Linked DNA regions of Triticum aestivum: all the other regions are linked to region 1. A link is a contact called in public Hi-C data. All regions are on one chromosome and are shown on one strand. Each heading gives the region's core, a stretch centred on a gene start, on an enhancer-like site or on the middle of the called end of the contact. The rest is flanking DNA. Distances are from core to core; before and after follow the strand shown.

Region 1 (2,971 bases), core at 43-2,542:
AATTTCAAGTGGGGGATCAAGTCTTTTTGAAACTCCAGCTGTACATTCAAACATCGGTGGCATGTAGAGCGAATCATAAGCTCAGCTTCAAATTTTTTGGACCCTACCTTGTGATCCGGCGAGTGAATGAAGTCACTTATGACCTCAAACTGCCAGAAGGATCCTCAATCTTCCCTGTCTTCCACGTCTCACAGCTTCGTCAGGCCTTAGCACCAGGTGCGAGCGCTTCCTCTTCACTTCCTTCCATTACTGTTAATACTCCTGTGAAGATCCTGGAGAAGCGATGGCGTAGAGGCACCCGCAAGATGAAGGAACAAGGGTTGATCCACTGGTAGGACAGCCAGGCAAGGCCGGACACATGGGAAGACCTCGAAGATCTACGGCGACGCTTTCCAAATGCTCCGACTTGGGGTCAAGTCGTGTCTGAAGGAAGAGGGGGTGTCAGCGCCCTACCTACAGGAGGAGCATCAGGGCCACGAGCGGAGGAAGCCCAACAGAACCGGCCAAGAGGGAGCGAAGACCTTGCCACAAGTTCACTGGGCCTCAATGGATCTCATACCTCTTCCGCCCAAGCAAGACAGTAGTCCATTGATAAGATAGGGTGGAGTAGATGAGAGAAGACATCCTGGCTTGGATCAGACTGGCGGCGGCGGCTTGTAACCTGATTCCCTTTCTCCCTCTCTGCTAGTTCATCTTCCTCCTAGCAAGATTGTATCCCCAACCTGTAAATGATCCTGTTTGATCCAAAGATATTGAGAGAGTAGCTAACAAGGTCATCGTGCACACCCTTCATTTTTTTTCTCTCACAGAATGTTAACATCGTGCATAATTACATCCAGAAAACATCATGCCAGGAAAGTAAGGGGTTTGATCTTCAAGAGAGGTCGCCACCTTGGAAAGTAAGGAGTTTTGATCCTAGGACCCATCCAGGCAGCAATGTCGTCGTCATCACAGTCCTTTTTGAAGGCGTTGCTTGGTACGTGGCAATTCGGTGGCATAGCAGTGTGGTGGAATTCTCCGGTGGGCGCAGAGGTTGTGGGATACTCTTTTGGGCGTGATTGCGCTGTTTGCCCCAGTAATGAACTCACTGTTGTATCGGGTGGTTGCTATACAAGGTGGAATAGACCATTTTTCCCAAGCAAAAGGGCTTCATTGCTATGTGTCATTGGAGTATATTGAAAGGGCCAAAGTGCAAAAGGAAAGGTGAAGGACACTTGGGCTCTTCTGGCGCAATATGGGCCGCTCGCATGACCCACCAAATTGATCACGACATAATAAAAGGACAGTCGCGTCAGAATCCTTAATGCCGCCTTCATTTGAAGCTTCTCCCCCAGATACTCTACGAGATAACACACGGCATCGGGTAGAAGAACGAACCGAACCCAAACACCTCTCCTCCACGACGACTCTTAACCCCATCCTCCCGCCCCGCACCCGAGAGGAAACAAGCCAGGCCATGGGCGACACCGCCGCGCCCGCGGCCGCGCCGCCGAGGAAGTTCGGCAGGATCTGCGTCTTCTGCGGCAGCAACTCCGGCAATCGCGCGGTGTTCGGCGACACGGCGCTCGAGCTCGGCCAGGGGCTGGTGAGTAATGCGCTGGAATGCCGAGGCTGCGCGCGCCCTGTTCCCGGGCGGCCGGGTGCCCCAGAATTCGACGTTCACGGTGGGATTTCCTTTCCTTGCAGGTGACGAGGGGGGTTGATCTGGTCTATGGCGGGGGCAGCATCGGGTTGATGGGCCTGATCGCGCAGACGGTTCTGGATGGCGGCTGCCGTGTCCTCGGGTACCTCGCCGGCCGCCTCTGTTTATAGTCCCTTATATAGTTGTAGTACTCTGCAACCTTCCTAATGGGGTATGTATCTCTCTGTTGGATTGTTTTGCAGGGTGATTCCCAGAGCACTCATGCCCCTTGAGGTGCGTACCAATCTATTTCCTTCTACTAGGTTTTCTTATTGTTCTTATTATGCGTAGAAATACATATTGATACGTCATTCTTAACTGCCTAATCGGTTCGTTAGAGAGAGAAAGAAGTTTCTGCTACGCAGTGACGCAGTAGCAGTACGACTCATCTCTCTGCCTAAAGCGAAATTTCATACGGAATTTCGGAACACTTACCGATGGATGGGCCATCTGAATCCTATCCTTTTGTTTGGCCCCACCTGTCGGTGTCACGACTTTTCACGATCACCTAGCAAATATATACTAGTGCTATCTATCTCTATTGGTCACCCACTCACCATTTGATTCCCGTTTTCTGTTGGGTCCAGACCGATTCACCTTTGCTTGTGGGGTTACAAATAGGTATGTGATCATTGAGGAATTGGACTAGAATAGGGCTGAAATTCCCGACCGTCCGTTTCAGGCCTGTTTCCAGTTTCCATACACGCAAAAATGAACCGTCAGCTTAGACTTTTGGGCGGTGCAACTTGGAGTTATAAAGTTGGCCGCTCGGTGGATGTAATAATAGTGTTCAATTTGCCTGCCATGAGGCATGAGGTCGGTCGTCACAAGTTGAGTGAGAAAAGTACGCAAGCAGTGGAGTTTGAATTGCACCATTATGCATATATGTATATATTGAATTGATGTGGAAGTGCTACTGTCCAAACATCTCTCAACTTTGTAGGATGGTGATAGGAGAAATCTGAAAGTCCTATTTCATTTCATCGAGTAATGAAACACCAAAACTTGTGTTTCAGATCTCTGGTGCAAGTGTTGGAGAAGTAAAGATAGTCTCTGACATGCATGAGAGGAAAGCTGAGATGGCGCGACAAGCTGATGCATTCATTGCTCTTCCGGGTATGAACGGCACGATTATACACGTTCTTCCCTGACCCTTTTTGTTGAATGGGCTAATGTGTCAACCCGACAATGCTTACATGATTATTACTTTGTGGACACCAGGAGGGTATGGAACAATGGAGGAGTTGTTAGAGATGATCACATGGTCGCAGCTCGGAATCCATGACAAAC
Region 2 (3,054 bases), core at 3-2,502, 290 kb before region 1:
AGCTTTCGGATCCCCGGTGGCAAGACGGCGGTGGCGGCGATGTGGGAGGTGGTGGCGTCGTAGGGGGATGTTGCGGCATTGTTAGCTGGCAGAGTCACCGGAAAAATGGGCGGCAGCGTCGACGACGAAGGAGGCGGGCGAGGGTTTGCAGTTGGAATGGGAGAGGATGGCCAATGTACCACCGACTAGCGGGCCAGGGAGAGGAGTAGAAGGGTGCGGCGCGCGTCCGTTTTGTGTCCGCGCCGACGCAAATGAGGCTAAAAAATAGGCCGGGAATAGGTCGGCAAACGGATGAAAAGCGGACACGTATCCGTTTGGGTCGGCGCATTGGGCCGACTTTTCTGTCCATGCTGACCCAAGCGGACTCGCGCGGATAAAATGGATCGCCGCGTTGGAGTTGCTCTAATTGTTTGGGCCACTGGAATGAGTAACCAGCAAAACAGCTATTCTCCTTTGATAAAACCTGCGTATATCTGCTACTGTCGGAGCTAATTGCCGCCGTCCTTGAATAAACTTAACCGGCGCACAGCACACCATCCTTCAATTAGGCCATATCCATGCAGGATCCTAGGATTACAAGAACGCGGTGCGGTGGGTTTATCAGAAACTTCCCATCTGCTGCAGGGCAGGCTATCTTTTCTTCTGAGAATCTGCGGCAGGCTATCTAGTGTGGCTTAGCCGTCTCTTAATCTACTAGTACTACTGCAGAACCCTTGGAGTTGGAGATTAACAACACACGGGAGACAAGGAAACAGAGAGCATCTTCCATTCTGGACTGAGGATCCTGCTGCTACGAGTCCATCTGCCGGAAGATGTGTGCGCCATGTGTTGGCAACATCTCATACAATCCCTGGAGAGTAAACAAAGCCCTAACTGTCCCCAGAGACCAAGCAAGGCAGGCATTAGTGATTAGTGGTGTCTACTCCCTAGTGTGTGTGTGTTGCAACGCCCATGACATCGCAGGTAGCAGTCGTATTATTAGGTACAACTTGCTGGGGGCGTGCGGTGCGGGCTCATGTGTCGCCTGTGCGTGCGCTCACGGGAAAGAGCGCGGCAGCATCGTGCGCGGCCGGGCCCTGTCGTGCCAAGCAGGGCGCCGGTCCCGCGACGACAACGACGTGCTCGGGCCGGAGAATTTTTCATCCATGATGCGTGTCCCTTGGAGCGTCGACAGGGCTAAGGTAAAGGCTCGCCGCGCTTTCGTTGGGGCCGTGCGTATCCATCGTGTGTATGCCTCAGGCGCTGTCGGGGACCCTAACCGCCGTGTCAGCGTCAGCGGTGGCCGATGGTGTGCGCGGGGCATGCGATGATGGTGTCCGGAGTGGTGGAGTCCTTTCCTGGGGAGCGAGTGCTGTGCGTCCCTTTCTTTCTCCCGAGAGCGATGAGCGCTCGGGAGGTTGCGGAGCACGGAACAAGGAGTTAGGGGTTGTCGTGGTCAGCCAGCTCCGTGACAATCGGGGAGGTTTAGCAGAGCTCGGTGCGGCCAACGACCGGATGTGTACAGGCAACACGCGTCCGCGGGCGCCGACCGATCAGTCCGTAAATTGCGACGTCCATATCCACGTATCTCATATTTAATCCTATATATTCATACTAAACCATGCAACATCGATGCAAAAAGCAGATCATGAGTGGACATACAAACGAACATACAAATGCACGATCCGTTCATCAAAAGATCATAGTCAGAACTTCAAAAGATCACCACAGTTCACATAATGCACATAATATGACGGACAAGTTTAAACTACATCTAAAAACAATAAATTAAAGTGAACAAAGCGGATCTTCACCCCTTCCTCACCAGCTCTTTCCCCTTCCAGTCGCCGGCACAGCTGTAGGTGTCGGCGGCTGGTAGGGGATCGTCCGAGCAGTCGTACGAGGTTCCGTGGTCGTTGGAGGAGGAGGGGATGATGAGCCCTTTGAGCCGCCGGACAGCCCGGTCCTGTGATAACCCACAAGTATAGCGGATCACAACAGTGTTCAAGGATAGAGTATTCAACCCAAATTTATTTATTCGACACAAGAGGAGCCAAAGAATATTCTCAAGTATTAGCAGCTGAGTTGTCAATTCAACCACACCTGAAAGACTTAATATCTGTAACAAAGTATTTAGTAGCACAGTAGTATGAAAGTAACGGTAACAGTGACAAAAGTAACAGTACCTGTTTTTTAGTGATTGTAACAATGACAACAAAAAAGTAACTTAGCAAAGATCAATATGTGAAAAATCCGTAGGCAATGAATCAGTGATGGATAATTATGTCGGATGACATTCATCATGCAATAGTTATAACCTAGGGTGACACAGAATTAGCTCCAGTTTATCAATATAATATAGGTATGTATTCCGTATATAGTCATACGTGCTGATGAAAAAGAACTTGCATGACATCTTTTGTCCTACTCTTCGTGGCAGCGGGGTCCTAATAGAAACTAAGGGATATTAAGACATCATTAACAAAACATTAGCACTTAGTGAATACATAAACTCCTCAAACTATGGTAATCATCGGAAATAATCCCAATTATTGTCACCTTGGGGTATGCGGATCATAACTCGTAATAGGTGTCTACAACTTGCAAGATCGGATCAAGAACACAAATATATTCATGGAAATATAAATGGTTCAGATCTGAATTCATGGCATTCGAGCCCTAGTGACAAGCATTAAGCATAGCAAAGTCATATCAACATCAATCTCAGAACATAGTGGATACTAGGGATCAAACCCTAACAAAACTAACCCGATTACATGATAAATCTCATCCAACCCATCACCATCATGCACGGCGGTGATGATTGCTACGTCTTGAGCTTGCGTTGGTTTTCCTCGAAGAGGAGAAGGCGATGCAGCAAAGTGTAGCGTAAGTATTTCCCTCACTTTTGAAAACCAAGGTATCAATCGAGTAGGAGGCTCCTCAAAAGTCCCACGCACCTACACAAACAAACTGAGAACTCGCAACCAACGCAATAAAGGGGTTGTCAATCCCTTCACGGCCACTTGCGAAAGTGAGATCTAATAAAGATAGTAAGATAAGAAAAATATATTT
Region 3 (2,845 bases), core at 145-2,644, 310 kb before region 1:
ATTTTTCGTTTCTGTTATTTGTTTGTTAAATTCGCCGAAAACTTTCAAACTAGTCTTTGGAAAACTTACGAACCAAAAAAAAACCCTCTCAGAAGCCTTTTCCCTGCGAAATAGTGGGTATTTATGTGATTACATATGAAGCTAGGGGGTTTCCTGCAAAAAACCTGCCACATAGGCACCTGATAGGCGGGACCCTGATAGCTTGCTATATTTTTCGTTTCTGTTATTTGTTTGTTAAATTCGCCGAAAACTTTCAAACTAGTCTTTGGAAAACTTACGAACCAAAAAAAAACCCTCTCAGAAGCCTTTTCCCTGCGAAATAGTGGGTATTTATGTGATTACATATGAAGCTAGGGGGTTTCCTGCAAAAAACCTGCCACATAGGCACCTGATAGGCGGGACCCTGATAGCTTGCTATATTTTTCGTTTCTGTTATTTGTTTGTTAAATTCGCCGAAAACTTTCAAACTAGTCTTTGGAAAACTTACGAACCAAAAAAAAACCCTCTCAGAAGCCTTTTCCCTGCGAAATAGTGGGTATTTATGTGATTACATATGAAGCTAGGGGGTTTCCTGCAAAAAACCTGCCACATAGGCACCTGATAGGCGGGACCCTTCGGTCAGATACACTGTCAATACGTATTTATACGCGATTTAGATCTTTTTGTGACCACTCGCCCCAAACTTGATACTGACACGTAAAAATTACGAACAGTGGTACCAATCTGCATGTAATGCCTCAATTGTGGTATTTCTGTACAATTAACTCGACGAAAGTGGACATGCATGGCAGCAATCACCGGATGTGCCATCTTTCTTCGCAGTCGTGGCGAGCGTCGGGTGTTCCGACTGGCTTCTCGTGATCGCAGGCTTCAATGCGCTTCATCATTTGGGAAGAAAAAGGCCCCTATAAAAAACTCAAAGAAAAAGGAAAAAACGTTTACCACAACAAAATTGCAACGCACGGGCCCGCACCGCACCCCCCGCCCGGGCTACGATTCCGAGTTGCGTACGCGCGCCGCGCCTCGTCGTCGCCATTCGCAAAGGCGAAAGCAACGACGAAGAGAAATGCCGCCACGAGTTCAAACTCAGGAGCCGGGCGTTCCTCCAACGGTCCGGATCCCGACACGCACCTCCGGCCAACACTGGCGCTCTGGCCCACACGGCAGCGTCCCCGCCCCGTCGTCCCTCGCCCGAGCCTTCCTTCTTTCGCGAAGCCCCAGACACGGCCGCCTGCAGAAAGCGTCCGCGTGACGGCGTCCGCCGCAAATGCCGCGCCTCTTTGTCGCGCTCCGCAGCGAGGGACCCCGCGCCAGCGTCCGAGACGGCCACGAGTGGGGCCCGTCTCCTCCGGGCCGCTTTCCCGGCTCCGGGCTCGTCCTCCATTTCAAAATTTGAACCGCCCGAACGGCTCTCCCTGCCCCGCCCTGCACAGCCTCGTAAACCGTTACCGAATTAAGCGCACGTCGCCCAACAAGTCAAATCCTCCCGTTTGGCCGTTCCGCCGCGTTTCCGCATTCACGGACTAGCGCTCGCTCCTCTCACCAGTTCCAGAGACGAACGCGAGAGAGCATTGCCTCTGAGGAGCGTGGATCGATCCATGGGCGCGTCGGGGAAGTGGATCAAGACGCTGGTCGGGCTCAAGCCGGCGGCGGACAAGGAGAGGCACGCCGGGGGGAAGGGCCGGAAGTGGAGCCGCCTGTGGCGGAGCTCGTCGGGCGGGCAGAGGGCTGCCGCGTCGGCGGCCGCCTCGGAGGTCTCCGAGACGTCCTCCGCCGCCGCCGACGCGCTCAGCTCCGTCGTCGCGGCCGTGGTGCGCGCGCCGCCCAAGGACTTCCGCGTCATCAGGCAGGAGTGGGCGGCCGTCCGCATCCAGACCGCCTTCCGCGGCTTCCTGGTAGGTCGCTCGCTCGCCTCGCGTCGCGCCCTCGCTCCGATTCCGCACGCAAAGTTTCAGCTTCTTCAGCGTCGCGTGTCTTTTGGGTACTCGTGCAGGCCAGGAGGGCGCTGAGGGCGCTCCGGGGGATCGTGCGGCTGCAGGCGCTGGTGCGCGGCCGCCGTGTGCGCAAGCAGCTGGCCGTCACGGTCAAGTGCATGCAAGCGCTCGTCAGGGTGCTAGCGCGGGCGAGGGACCGGCGCACGCGGCTCTCGGCTGACGGCCGAGACTCGCAGGATACGCTCGACGACCACAGCAGCCACGCGGATCCCGTCAAGGAAGCAGAGGTATATACTACTTTGGTTCAAGGATTAATTATGTTGCATACCACTACTTCGTTGCATTGCATGATATTTATATATGCACTATGCTTGGTCTGCTTTGTGCAAATAGATTACCATACTATCAGAAAGTAAAATTAGGTATTGTATACTTAATCAGTTGATGTGATGTGCTACTTTCTGTTTTTCTGAAACGAATGTGATGTGTTACTTTCACTAGACAGAGACTTGCTGCGGTTGCGGTAGGATTGCCCTCTTCATGATGAAAGATTGATACGACCATATGGACATTTATCTCCCTTTATTTTAAGCAATGATTTGGGATAATGTTTTCTATTGACCATGATCGTCCAAGTGAGTTATCATAGTGCGCACTGGGCAGTGACATTGTTTGGTGTGCCTTCCTTGGGAGATGCTGCCAATAATGCATCTTTGAAAGTTGTTCTTGCCATGCCAGGCTTGCCAATTTGTGTTGTTTCAGTGTATAGTCCTCCACAATCCTATTATCTTAATAATCATACGATGCTGCTGCAAACGATAAGAGAGTATTGGATGATCCTGCTGATGTCTCCATGTTTGGCTGCCACTGTTCACATTGCAGACAGGATGGTGTGATAGCCAAGGAACTGT

The links. Hi-C and Micro-C count contacts between places; a contact is called where the count stands out from the background.
Region 2: a Hi-C map of leaf shows a contact between it and region 1, with 3 times the contacts expected there. The contact joins the enhancer-like site here to the promoter of LOC123070388 in region 1. A contact is called at or near these places in 3 of 5 Hi-C or Micro-C datasets (all in leaf) and 1 of 1 datasets of contacts at active chromatin or transcription factors (leaf).
Region 3: a Hi-C map of leaf shows a contact between it and region 1, with 3 times the contacts expected there. The contact joins the promoter of LOC123070385 here to the promoter of LOC123070388 in region 1. A contact is called at or near these places in 2 of 5 Hi-C or Micro-C datasets (both in leaf) and 1 of 1 datasets of contacts at active chromatin or transcription factors (leaf).

What each region holds. Positions count from the first base shown.
Region 1 is chr3B:464,904,106-464,907,076 of IWGSC CS RefSeq v2.1, forward strand. It overlaps LOC123070388 (probable cytokinin riboside 5'-monophosphate phosphoribohydrolase LOGL1), which reads left to right and starts at 1,293. Exons shown (of 7, transcript XM_044493592.1): 1 at 1,293-1,585; 2 at 1,687-1,784; 3 at 1,885-1,915; 4 at 2,698-2,797; 5 at 2,903-2,971. The coding sequence starts at 1,304.
Region 2 is chr3B:464,614,904-464,617,957 of IWGSC CS RefSeq v2.1, forward strand. No RefSeq gene overlaps it. Among protein-coding and RNA genes, the nearest start is that of LOC123070385, 18 kb to the left of the region's middle. Within about 2 kb of position 1,253, at least 4 of the 8 cell types and tissues checked have an H3K27ac peak or open chromatin away from gene starts, as enhancers often do. A contact at or near this core is called in leaf, where this site is marked.
Region 3 is chr3B:464,597,138-464,599,982 of IWGSC CS RefSeq v2.1, forward strand. It overlaps LOC123070385 (protein IQ-DOMAIN 6), which reads left to right and starts at 1,395. Exons shown (of 4, transcript XM_044493589.1): 1 at 1,395-1,895; 2 at 1,994-2,221; 3 at 2,817-2,845. The coding sequence starts at 1,599.